2 separate regions of the Mus musculus genome follow, and region 2 is linked to region 1. Evidence: chromatin contacts called from public Hi-C data. All regions are on one chromosome and are shown on one strand. The core of a region is the stretch at or near the end of the contact, and the rest is flanking DNA. Distances in the headings are between cores, read along the strand shown. Region 1 has its middle 60 kb from the start of 4930452A19Rik. Region 2 has its middle 41 kb from the start of Gm34972.

Region 1 (6,798 bases), core at 3,946-6,445:
TGTGTACCACAAGTGAAGGCCCAAGGGGGTGAAGGTAGCCTGTTGGAGGGGCTTGCGGCCTGTGGGAGGGGCTAATTTTGAGCTTCTTTGAAAAGATCTTACTAAGACATACAAAAAAGACACATAAGCCCAAATCTAATGCCCAAGCCTATTCTTTACTGAATGGAATGAACTTTGCACTCCTTTCTACCAGGCCCCTACTCCATGGACACCAGGAACAGAGGAAGGAACATAAATATCCATACAATGCCAGAGCTCATAATATGTTGTCACAATCTAAACCCTAAACATACCCAAAGAATAATCCTAATTGAAACCTTAGGCAACCATCATAAATATATCATAGGTTGAATTCATATTACATATTATATGCATCAGTTCAATCTATTATATTCAATATCAATCAGCATTTACTGCTTTATAAAGGCAACAAATCAGATTTTGAGTAAGAAAACAGTGTCAAAATTTGTTAGACAAAATTGGAGAAAAAAATCAGGAAAGATACAAGAAGTTAAATTAAGCATTTGAGGAGCAAAAAAATCCCTGAGCTTCATGCAAAATATTCCTCCAGTTGTGTTGACTTTGATTTTTTCAAAACCTACTTTAAAAAGAGTTCTTAAATGTTTCGACCTCCCTTTTAGCCCATCACCCACCAGAGGTAGCAGGAAAGAAAGGTTTATAGAAAATAGGAGGGTGGACCTGTTTAGGAATAGTTCTTTGGGGCTGCTCAGTCTTTGTTGTCAGCAGTCCAGTCCTCTAGCAAAACCCAACACGAATCAGCAGCAGCAGTCTAATCCATCCATAGTACAAACACCATTCATGAACCAGCAATGACAGTTCAATCCAGAGGAAACTCCTAGGCTGGCCAATTGGCCCAAGTCAATGGAAGCAGCAAGAAGCCTCCAGAATATCACGAGAAGTTCTTTGGTGAGTTGCTCTCTATGAAGTCATGACACGTGAAGATCAGCAACTCAATGAAAGGTGATCCAATATAAGAGTATCATCAGCAAAGATTAGCGAGGCAGAGCAAGGTGAGCCAATTCCAGGGCCTCTTCCCACTGTCTGTGAGGTCATACTTATACTCTTTCTATACATTGTTTGTCCTTTCATGTGTCTGCTTCAGCAAAATATCCTCTCACCTGTGTCTGCTTCAGCAAAACATTCTTTCACCTGTCTGCCCCACCAGAACATCATATGGCATAACTGAGTTTCCAAAGAAACCAGAAATTTCCACGTCAACTTGAATACTTTACAAAAAATGCAAGAAAAGTGAGAAAAACATAAAACCTAACTTGAAGCCATTGGCTGACTGGCGATCACATATCTGCCCATGGTTTTATAATTAGCAGTTGTCTTATCAGATAATAAGGTGGAGACCAGTAGTTACAATTTAGAAAAGAATGGCTTTCACCACGAGAAGGAATAAGACCAGAGCCATCTCCCGTCACTTGGCAGAGAAGCTATTGACCGTGATTGGCTTCTGAGAGAGGATCACTCTCCTTCAGGGACATCTCAGCTAGCAGATAGCCCAAGTCTGCAGTGGGTTGGCCTGATACAGCTTGTATTCTAATGCCAACACTGGTTCCTCAAGACCTGGTTGCCCAGAGATGAGAGAGTCTGCAGGTAAACACAAGTAACGCTGTGTGACCTTATCCCCAAGTTATTTCTGAATGGTGAGTAAAGATGCTGACAGGCAATATCCAGGCAGAGGAGACATAGGCGGCTTGGAGAGATCAGGGGGAGAGCCACCAGGGAGAGAGAAGAAATTAGGTGAGTCATGAAAATGTGGCCCTTAGGGCTGGCCAATTGGAGTAAAGAACAGGCCAGATGAAACATAGTAAGTAAAAACTAAGGGTTATTGATAGGAAGTAAATTCTAATATCACAGAGGGTAGACATCTGCCCAGCCCTTGTGCTGTTTAAGGTTTATTGTAACTATAAAGGTTGTGTGTATCTTTTATCCAGGAACTAAATGATCAAAGGCAGGGTAGTAACCCAGGATTGAGATTAAATAAAATCTACAGCACAAGCCTCAGAGGAAGTCCCCACACCTATGCATATATGACCAGCACTAATTGGAATCAGGAGGTTCTCAAAAACAAAAAAACAATGGAGGACATTTAAGATGAGGAAGATACCCAAGGATCTAATGATGGATAGAGATGATTGAAACATGTTGTGTTAAATGTATAAAATTTTCAGATCATAAAAAAAAAATATTTTTTTTTTTAAAGAAAACATGGCCTCAGAGATAGGACTCTGACTACACCTGGCTGTTAGATAGGAGGAACGAAACTGTTTTTCATGAGACAGGCCTGAGAATTACATAAGTCATGCGAAGCCCTCTGCATAATGCTCTTTGCCTGCAGATCATTGAACACGTGTTAGTTCCTTATTTTCCAACAGTAAGCTCTCTCAGTGTCTAGTGTTAAAGCATCAGAAAGCTCCAGAGCCAAATGATGTTGGATGCATTTTATATTTAAGATTTACATCGCCCTAATAAAAGGGAAAAAATCTTTAACTTAAGATTTCATTCTGTTTTATCTCATAGGAGTGAGATACAGTGACCCTTAGCTGCGTGAATCACAACAGAATGTGTATGTCTCTTGGACCCAGAACCACCTTCATGACTGAATGGTATTAAGCACATATTGTACTTTGCTAGTGTGAATGTGCCCAGATGCAGCTCCTCAGATGCCATGTGTAACTCTCTCATTTTAATTCAGCTGGTTTTTGAGACACTTCACTCTTCCATTTTTGCTTCGGGTCCCACTTGTGCCATACAACACAGACATTCAATAAAGAGCCATAGTGAGACATTCCTAGATGATTAACAAGAGGAAATAGTAGAGCTCTTTATATCTTCCAAGATCTTCTGATGTGTTCTGGTGACGCTGATGTCCTGTGAGACCCACACAGACGCCTCACTTCATCAAGAGCTAGGCAACTCCTCATCACTACTTCAGTTGGCAGTCCCTGCTCCAGTAACAATCTGACTCCTTGCCTCTGTTGTGTCTTGTAAAAGCAAGAACATTAAATAGTAACGGTGATGTCCCTAAGCTAAGATCACACACCCCCCCCCTGCCCTGAGTGAGCGAGTTCTACTGTGCACACCTGTGGACCAAGGTCCACAGCACATTTATGCCCCTCCCCCTCTTCAGAATGGAGCAGGTGGCTCTTCTGCAGCCATGCAGGACTTTAATGAGACATATGATGTCCAAGTTTACGCTCTTGAGCTCAGATGTTAGACCTCTCCCAAAAATAGGATGTCCTGCCTTGAGAACAGAGAGCTGCTTGCCTCAGTAAACAACACATTTCTACCAGCGTAATGAGTTAGAAGCTGGGACACCGGCAGTGACTCTTCAGAATAGGAAAGAATGATTTATAGACAGGAACAAAAGGAGAGTGAATTTCCTTTCTATGCTGGTTTTCTCAGACCTCATGACATATGCAGAGTTTTACATGAACTATGAGACTCCAGAACACGGAACTGCAAGCCATTCCATCAAAGCACATTCAGTCCAATTGAACAAAGACCCAAGAGAGACATCCATGATCATTAGTGAGATATTTCTATTCAATGTAGTCAGTACTGGGATATTTCCTGATTACATATTTTGGAGTCTTATAACATAGGCATCCACACTACTGAACTCTATTTAATTTACTTTCTACCCAACTCCCAATTAAAAGGTTGGAGTTTAGAATCACCCACATTGACTTTCAAATTATCTCGTTCACAGATATCACCTTCCTCGTTTATACATGCAGGTAGTATATGCTTTCTGAAGGGTAGCATATCCTTCTCTAGGATCGTTGTTTTCCCAGATCTTACTTACCTTTTGGACCCAATTTTACTTGCAGATTGACTTAGTAGAAGATGCACTGAGCTACATTAATCCACCTATTCATCAGTCATCCATCCCACATCTATCATCCATCTTCCTACCTTTCCAGCCCATCAATATTAGTTGAGTGCTGAGCTCCAGAGTGGTCTCTGAGCTTGTGAGTGGGACCAGAGGGGAATGAGGAAGACAAAGCCAAACCCTGTAGAATGGAGAGCAGGGGTTTCTGTAAGAACATCCCCATTTCGTGGGTTCCGTGCATTGCTTTCTTGCGGCTTAGGAATCGGCCGAGTTTGGTTGTGAGGAATGTCCACTGGAGAGTCACAGCATCACAAAACATCCATAGCCCACTATGAAAACCTGGGCAGGCTTGCTTGTCCTTGGGAGTATGTCAATAGCTTCTGGCCACTACAACAAATGTCCAAGATAATCAAAGCACAAAACCAAAATGGTTCTCTTGGCTCACAATTTTGGAGTTTTTGGTCTATAGTCTGTTGCTCCCACCAGCGATGAGTACGTGGCAGAGCAGAACTCCTCACTTCCTGCCATAAAAGGAAGAGGCTGAAACTCAGAACTCAGTATGAGGACACACTTCCAGTGACCTCACCGCTCTCCACTAAGACGCCCCTTAAAGCATCAGTCAAGGAGTAAGCCTTTAACATATGGTTCTTTGGGGGTTGTCTGGAACCGCGCTACAGCAAGGTTTTTAGCTATAAGTTGGGTAACAATAGTACCGTCTTAGGGTTTGTGAGAGGAAAAATGAAAATATATAAGTCCCGCCCATAGTGTCAAGCAAGTCTGTGCCCAGTAACCATAAGTTCCTGTGATTTTATCGAGACTTTCTCAGCTGAGAATTTGATTTTGTTTTGAGCCTATCTTGGGATGACAAGCTGCCAACCTCTATTCAAACCCACTGTTCATGGTACTCCTATGCCGCAGCACTGCTTAAAAATAGATGTTAATTCCCCCCAGGAATGAACTGAGTCTGTGCACCTGTGCCTTCCCATCTCACGAGGTAAACCCTGTCAGCTCCCTGACAAGACGCTCGTCAAACACGTTTGGTCCCTACCCTTGTACTGTGAGACAAAAAGGATCCAGGAACCACTTCCCCAGGGAAAAGAATCTTGCTCATTAGGCAATGGCTATGGATTCGCTTTTGCTATAAACTCATTCTATTAGTTCCAAGAAATCAATTGCAATAAAAAAAAAGTCTCCTAAGGATGAGAAGAGAGGCTAGATGGTGTCAGAGTTCTGTGCAATATGAAGTCTTTTTGAGAGACAGCAGGAATGAGACCCATTACCTCATCCCAGGCACATTCCAACCCCACCCTGGGTTCAGACACTGGGCTCTTTCTTCTAAAATTAGAATGTCCTTGGTCTTTCTGGGCATTCTATGCTCTGTGCTATTTCTCTGTGTCCTGTGAATTGTGGGTGTGTTTTTCTTAATTTACAGAGACCACTTAAAAATCTCATCCAGTAATGGTTTTGTCAGGCTCTGCCTAATGATGAGTGGTGTTGGGGACTGTTTCAAAGACATCCCTGCAGTTCATTAGGAGATGAGGATGTCAGACTGTCAGACTACATTGCATGCATCCCAAGACTGAACTGAGTCTTTCCCAGTCCTCCTCCCAGAGAAACAGCCTCAAACCTGTGAATCCCATGCAATAGAGAGTAAACAAATCGGCGGGAGGGTCACAGCACCAGTGGGTTCCTCCTGATGGGAACTAGTCAGAATTGGGAGGGATTTGGTCAAGGATGCTCCTCATGCTGAATAACAAACACAGCCGAAGAAGCTGCCTGTAGCTTGTCATGGGTTTGGGGAGCTCACCTCTGACATCAAGGAAATATTTATATGTGTGTGTATATATATATATATATATATATGTATATGTATATGTATATGATGTATATGTATATGTATATGTATATGTATATGTATATGTATATGTATATGTATATGTATATGTATATGTATATGTATATGTATATGTATATGATGTATATGTATATGTATATGTATATGTATATGTATATGTATATGTATATGTATATGTATATGTATATGTATATGTATATGTATATGTATATGTATATATCTCACTCACATTGCCAATTGCCAGTTTGCAGGGTTAACTTCATAAGAGATGGCATCCTTATTTACCTTTGGGTTCCCTAGACAACATCTGGTATCAGTCATTTTGTGCTGATTCATAGCCCCCTGGATGGGCAGCATTAGTCACATCAGCCCATGCCAGAGCTCCATATCTGCATCTTGTTGTTTAAGCATCAACTGTCTCTCAAGGTCCCCTGCTTCCTTCAAATGCCATCTCCATTTTCCGTCTCTCCCACACAGGAGATGACCTCCTTCTCCCACCACAGCCTCCAAATGCAAATCTGTCCTCCAATCCACTGATTAACCTTCTTGGGGGAAGACGAACACAAACAGTTTCTGACAGTCGCAGCAGCTTTTAGCAGAAGATGGTCAGATACAGTGGGGCAGTGGGAAACCTTCTGCAGCTGAACACAAAAGCCCCCTGTGTTCAATATTTTCTTTGATATGCAAGCATTATTTACATTTCAAGTCAAACATTAGTACATTTATTTATTTCTATGTTTGTGTGTGTGTGTGTGTGTGGTAGAGGTAGGGCAAGGGTTGCACATGCCGCAGCTTGCATGTGGCGGTTAGACGACTACTTGCAGAAGGCAGCTCTCTCCTTTGACCATGGAGATCCCAGGGATCAAATCCAACTCCTCAGGCTTCGCAGCAAGCACCTTAACCACTGAGCCATCTTGCTGGCTCTATTTCATTTATTTAAAGCCTTGAAAATATGCTGAACGTATAGCTGGGTGTGAGAGCCCTTTTCTGGCTTATATAAAGCGCTGGATGCCTACCTAGGACCAAAGAAAAAGAAAAATATTATATATATATATAATAAATTTTTATAGATATTTGG
Region 2 (6,269 bases), core at 2,564-5,063, 350 kb after region 1:
AGGAACATTTTTTTGACTCCAGAAAGAGAAAACAGACAGACTCCAGGAAGAGCTCTGTTGACAGACCACACAGGATATATTCCTTAGTGGGGGTTCGAGGAGCATGGAAGATTCACAGGCAGTCACACAACCATGATGAGTTCCCCTGGGTAACTCAGAGAGGACCAGAAAGCCCTACTCCAGTCAGTTGTTGACACCTTGTCTAACCCTGGGAATGGGAAGGGCTCACTCTGTGAGCTACTCATCCCCTCCACCAAGTGTTACTGGTTGAGTCTAGTGAGGTCCTATCCAACCCAGAGCAAACCACTCTACTGTGCCCATCACCTCAGCAGCAGACTCACGCTGCCAGGAGAATGGCAAGTCATCCAACATGGAACTCCTTAAACGATGACCCAGACATGAGGGCTGCTGGCATGGAGAATTGTTACATGGATCTGACATAGATCACAGTGGTTCCCCGTGTAGTCACCAACTCAGAGACACCCCACGGTCTGGGAACTGGTTGAAGAACAAAGTCTACAGCTGAGGCCTGGCAGATAAGATTTAGGTATCTCTCCAGGTGACCAGCTCCAATCAGCTATGGGACATGTCAATGAAGTAATGAGTAGACATGTGTACGTACCCAGGTTTGGGCAGTTTCTGACATTTTTCATAGTCCATTTGTTATTATTAGACATTATTCTGTTGTTGTCACAGATATAACTACCACTGCTCTCACACCAGCATCATGGTCTGCAGCAAGCAAATCCTGGACCCCACCTGCTCAGATCCAGCCACCAACTTCACATGCACTGTGTTACACACTCAAGACAACATGGTTCTCCTGAATGGAGACTGAAAGCACCGACTGCTTAGTTTATGAGCGCACACCCTTAGTTTATAGGACTCCCCTACTCTCTTGGCCTTCTTCTGCCTTCAGAAGAAGACTTTCTGGAACCGAAATCTCTAAGGTTTTCATTTCCAAGATGAACAACTCTCTCTCTCTCCATTTTTCTTTTCTTTTCTTTTCTTTTCTCTTCTCTTCTCTTCTCTTCTCTTCTTTTCTTTTCTTTTCTTTTCTTTTCTTTTCTTTTCTTAGATATTTTCTTTATTGACATTTCAAATGTTTTCCCCTTTCCAGGCCTCCCCTTCAGAAACCACCTATCCTACCTCCCCTACCCCTGCCTCTGTGAGGGTGCTTATCCACCCACCCACTCCCATCCTCTTACCCTGGTATTCCCCTACACTGGGGCATTGAACACCCTCAGACCCAAGAGCCTCTCCTCCCACTGATGTCAAACAAGGCCATCTTCTGCCACATAAGTGATCAGCACCGTGGGTCCTCTCCATGTGTACTCTTTGGACCTGGGGGGTAGTGGGGGAGGCGGTCTGGCCTGTTGACACTGTTGCTTATACTACGTGTTCTTTCTGAACTCATCTAAACACAAGAGGTGGCTGGGCATGTCTTCCATCCTCTGCTGACAGGGAAAGATTAGGAGCCATAAACCTGTGCTCTAAACCTTCTCCTTTTTATATGCTAATGAGAGGGCTTCTTCCTTTCCATCTCCCTAGAAAGGCCTGGAGGCTGGGTAGGTAGGTGTGGTGGTTTGGATAAGAATGATCCTCGTAGGCTCATACACTTAGTCACTAGGAAATAACACTATTTGAAAGGGTTACAAGGATTAGGATGTGTGTCTCTGTCAAAGAAACTGTGTCACTGGAAGTGAGCTTTGAGTTTTCAAAGGTCCATGCCAGGCCAGCCCTCTCTTCATTTGGCCTACAGATCAGGATGTAGCTCTCAGCTACTGTTCAAGTACCATGCATGCCACCATGTTCTCTGCCGTGATGACAATGGAATAAACTTCTGAAGCTGGAAGCATGCCCTCCAATTAAGTGTTTTTCTTTTATGAGTTGCCTTAATTATGGTGTCTGTTCACACCATGAAGAGTGACTGGGACAGTATGCATGGCAGAGGAAGGACTATGGGAGGATCCAGGCCATATGTTGCAAGGAAGGAGGTGGTAATAGCCTGCACTGAGCAGAACAGGTCAGCAGCATCTATAGCAGCAGCAGCCACCGCCACCTGAGACATTAAAGCCAGTCACAGAGAGAAGGGTTTGGTTTTACATTCTTATTCTTGTATTGCATTTGGTTTATCAAAGAACATTTTGTGAAACCCAGCAGGAAGCTGCAGTCCTGCCTGGCACCCTCCTCCAAGGCACCCTTTAGGCAGAGACCGGAGTTATGCCATCCTGATATGGATGTCCACCTGTAATTAGTGTCTGCCAGGCCGATGGTGCGCATGCATCATGGCTGTCAACTCTTCTTAGATGTCAGGAGCTAAGGGTCACGTGTGCTCTAGGACTGACTGAATTGTAGGGAAGTTTCATCTTTGTTCAATGTAGACAATCTGACTAACTTGACAACCTGAAGCAGGCTAATATTAGAGAGACAGATCCAGAGAGTTCGGCCTTCCTTTCATCCAGAGGAGGTACATGGCAAAGCATCTTGGGAAGTGATTGTTTGGAGCCCAGCTTCTTTTTGGCATCTCTAGCCTCATCAGTGCTGATAATGACCACATGTTCAGAGGTGGAGAGGAGCCCATGGGATAGAGTTGGGCCTTCAGGATAGTTTGAATGGAGGCTGTAGGAACCAACAAGCAGGAGTGTAAAGACAATCGGGGTGTGTGTGCGTGTGTGTGTGTGTGTGTGTGTGTGTGTGTGTGTGTGTGTGTGTAGGGGATATACACAATCTTCATAATGCTGTGGTGTTTCACAGTGCCATGTCACAGGGAGGAGCTGGCCCAAGTAAGTCTCTTGAGCACCTTCAATCTAACACTCATCCATTCTAGACTTCAGAAAGAGCCAAACGAGTAGACAGGACCGGTGACAAGTTGGCTGCAAATGAGACAGTTCTTTGGAGGTGGGGCACAGAGACAGTATGATCTATATGCTTTTAACCAAATATGCTTTCTGCAAAGTGTGTGGCTGGACACAAGTATGGATGAGTAGGAGACCGCCCTCCCGGCAGGCATACCCAAGGCTGTGATCACTCAGTCTCTGCTTCAGTGTCACTCAACTGTGGAAGCATTTATATGAGCAGAGCAATAAAAAAGGGAAAGGGATGGAGAGGAAGAGAGACCTATAAAGATGATTAAGCTTGTTAAAATAAAGGCCGTTAATGGAATAAATGGCATTAGCACTAAGTGCAAATTGACAACATCTTTCTCAGGTCGAGAGAGTTGCTGGAATGATAATTCCACTATTGATTATATTTAATTATTAACGTTTCCCCTGCCCCCACCACCACCAAATGAAATGCAAACTAGTTTTCTGGATGACAGACTGCTATTAACTAATGCAGCTAAATAATCTTAATGACTATCATGCATGAAGAGAGAAATATTATTTGGCTCTTTATATTCAAACAATGAGAAAACTGTGACAAAACATGGTTTATATGAATGCATTAAAACATAAGACTGAAGCTCCAGAGAGAAAAATTCTACAACCTGAGCGTGACAACAAGCATGTGTGGAAGGCTGCTGCACACAGGTTCAAGGCACAAACTCCACCGGGTCCCCATTTCTGGTCTCTCCTCCCTCAGCCCCTCTCGCCTGTGTCTCAGGCTTTTGGGCAGGGAGGGAGGGGGCCCTAACTCACAGGAAGAATTGAGTGCTTAAGGGCTAAACTACAACCAGTCCCAAGGGGGTGTGCATTTTAAGGAAAAAGAAAACCTTGAAAGGAAAGTATACAAAGTATCTATCCCAGAACAAAGAGAACAGAGCACCAGGAGCCAGAGAGCCACTTGGAGTTGGCAGAGTGGAAAATCACTGGAGGTTAGCAGAGTTCCTTTGCCTCCTACAGTAGGCCATTGTCACTGGGACCTAGGAACAGGAGCCACATCTCTGCCTACAAGTTCAACCCACAAAGACATTGCTGTACTCATGTTAGCTCATGCCAGTGTAAAATGACCCTGATCTGGGCAAACAAGAGGCTTGAGGCCAAGACTGAACCCCTATGATTCCTTATTCCGTGGTCTACCAAAAATGCATTTTAAAGCTTAACCGAGAATATTTTGATTGGAGGCAGTCTTGGACCAATCACACAGACGGTCTAGAACCTCATGTTTGAGGCTAGACAAACAGCTCAGCAATTAAAAGAATTAACTGATCTTCCATAGGCCCCTGGTTCAATCCCAGGCAACCCGTGTGGGTGTGGTGGCTCACAGCAATTTGTAACTCCACTTCCAAAGCATCCAATGTCCTCTTCTGGCCTCATGTGAGCACAGCACACATGTGGCACTCAGGCATACATACAAGCAGGCAAACACCCATACATGTACAGTAACTTTAAAAATAAATGAATTGCATGTTCTGTCTTCTAAATAACTGTGGGAGTCCTTACCGTTCGTTTTCTTCAAACCTATGTGTTAGTGACTTCTGCCAGATCCAGCTCTGGCTGCAAACTCTGAGATGATGCCTGTTTCTCTAACTTTACTCAATTAGTTCCCTCAGCGTTTACCTGGTCTCACAGCCACACTCCACTAAGGAAATACAGGCAAGTGCCTGGTGGCAGGTGCCTCCTGCCTGCCTAGCCTGGCATTTATGCATCAATTCTCAGAGGCAGGTCCCTCTTCAGACTCTGGCTCGATGTGTCATTAATGTGTTTTCTCTAAGTAGCTCTGCAGGGAGTGCTGGGAGCCCAGGCTGCCAGCCCTCAGTTTGGGCCAAGCCCCTGCAAGAACAAACTGCCAGTGAGGCCCAGAGAAAACAGCAGAAGTTTTCTGGCTCCTGCTGAAATGCTGGCAGATAGAGAGCTGCTAGAATATGGCCCAGAAGCCTCAAAGGCAAAGGCCACTGGAGATCCATGCTCGTGTGCCCACCTATCCAGACTCCTCCCAGCCTAAACCATGAGCATCTTTATCTGGGATACATTCTGGGCTGGGACTGAAGGCAAGGAGGGAAGGGAACTGTGATCAGTGACAACCAGCTGGCATAGGTTTCCTTGAACCTCTGAAGGATCTCATGCGCTGTGGCCCTTCAGAGGATAAAAGACAGCAGACAGGAGAACTCTAATTTCTCATTCTTTGTATGATTGTTCATCAGAAGGGAAACAGAGGCTCTCTTTTCATCCAGCTTCATGCATTCATGCATGCAAGATCTTGTGCTTGCTTTTTGGGAAAAGTGATATAAGCCCTATGTAAGAAAGCACCTTCCAGTTGACTGTGGGTCCACAGGGTTGCACACACCAGCTAGGAGATGTTTGTACATGGGGCTCTGACCAGATCAAATTAACAAGCATTCATGTGGATCTGTGGGCAGAAGCACTGACATTTGTATGATGCTCATAGAGCCATGATCATAGACACACACAGGCTGCAAGCACAGCCACAAACATGTGGCCCAAGGTGGCCCACAGTTCCTCAGCCCCTTCTTCTGCTCCCAAAACATAGTTCCTCACTGTCACCCTCCCTGTTGGCAGCAGGATCTCCACAGAGGTTGCCTGTCCATCTCCGCACCAGTGGATTGGACAATGAACTGACGTTTTCTAAGCAGCCTCTGCTCCACCCTTGATTAGACACTATCTTTAATTAAAACGCCTCATCAGAACTCAGAGCCAATTTCATCCTGGCTTTCCTAAGTGCTCTGTACAAAACATTAACTCTGGAATCTCATTACACACTTTCAACCCCTGTGACAAACATAAATGATAATTCAGCTCTAATGCCTTCTTGAGCAAGCCACATTTTCAGAGGCTCATGGATAATAGGAACACACTGAGGGGAGCATCTCTCTCTTCTCTCTCTCTCTCTCTCTCTCTCTCTCTCTCTCTCTCTCTCTCTCTCTCTCTCTCTCTCAGCTGGTGTTACAGCAGTCTCATCACCAAGTATGAATCTTGCTGGCCTCAGATGATGCTCATATGGCAGCTAGAACTCTACTTTAATGAAGTTCTTCATGAGTTAGGAGACTTGGGCTACCAACAGAATGTTGGTAGGCAACCATCAGCTGGGCGAGTGGAAGAGGACTGAGAGATGCTTGGCTCCCTTCACTCAGAGGCACATCCTGGAGTGCATTGTGTTAATGGAGACTGGGAAGGATTAGCAACTTCTTAGCCTGAGGATTTGATTAACAGGTCTTTAGAAGGTCTATGGCTCTAAGGTTGACACCATCATTGAGTTCAATGATCTTACCCTGCCAGCTACACACTTGGTGTCACTGGTCATACCCATGCCCTTCCTCATTAAGACCGGAAAGCACTGTTTCACACTCTGTGATCCCCTTCTCTCCA

What was found. Hi-C and Micro-C count contacts between places; a contact is called where the count stands out from the background.
Region 2: a Hi-C map of Sertoli cells shows a contact between it and region 1, with 2.2 times the contacts expected there. The contact joins two enhancer-like sites. A contact is called at or near these places in 6 of 484 Hi-C or Micro-C datasets (the N1E-115 cell line, Sertoli cells, cerebellar granule neurons and 3 more), 2 of 115 datasets of contacts at active chromatin or transcription factors (neural progenitor cells and oligodendrocyte precursor cells) and 1 of 9 other capture datasets (embryonic stem cells).

The regions. Positions count from the first base shown.
Region 1 is chr17:9,832,331-9,839,128 of GRCm38.p6, forward strand. No RefSeq gene overlaps it. Among named protein-coding and RNA genes, the nearest start is that of 4930452A19Rik, 60 kb to the left of the region's middle. Within about 2 kb of position 5,196, at least 25 of the 459 cell types and tissues checked have an H3K27ac peak or open chromatin away from gene starts, as enhancers often do. A contact at or near this core is called in Sertoli cells, neural progenitor cells and oligodendrocyte precursor cells, where this site is marked.
Region 2 is chr17:10,183,993-10,190,261 of GRCm38.p6, forward strand. No RefSeq gene overlaps it. Among named protein-coding and RNA genes, the nearest start is that of Gm34972, 41 kb to the left of the region's middle. Within about 2 kb of position 3,814, at least 28 of the 459 cell types and tissues checked have an H3K27ac peak or open chromatin away from gene starts, as enhancers often do. A contact at or near this core is called in Sertoli cells, neural progenitor cells and oligodendrocyte precursor cells, where this site is marked.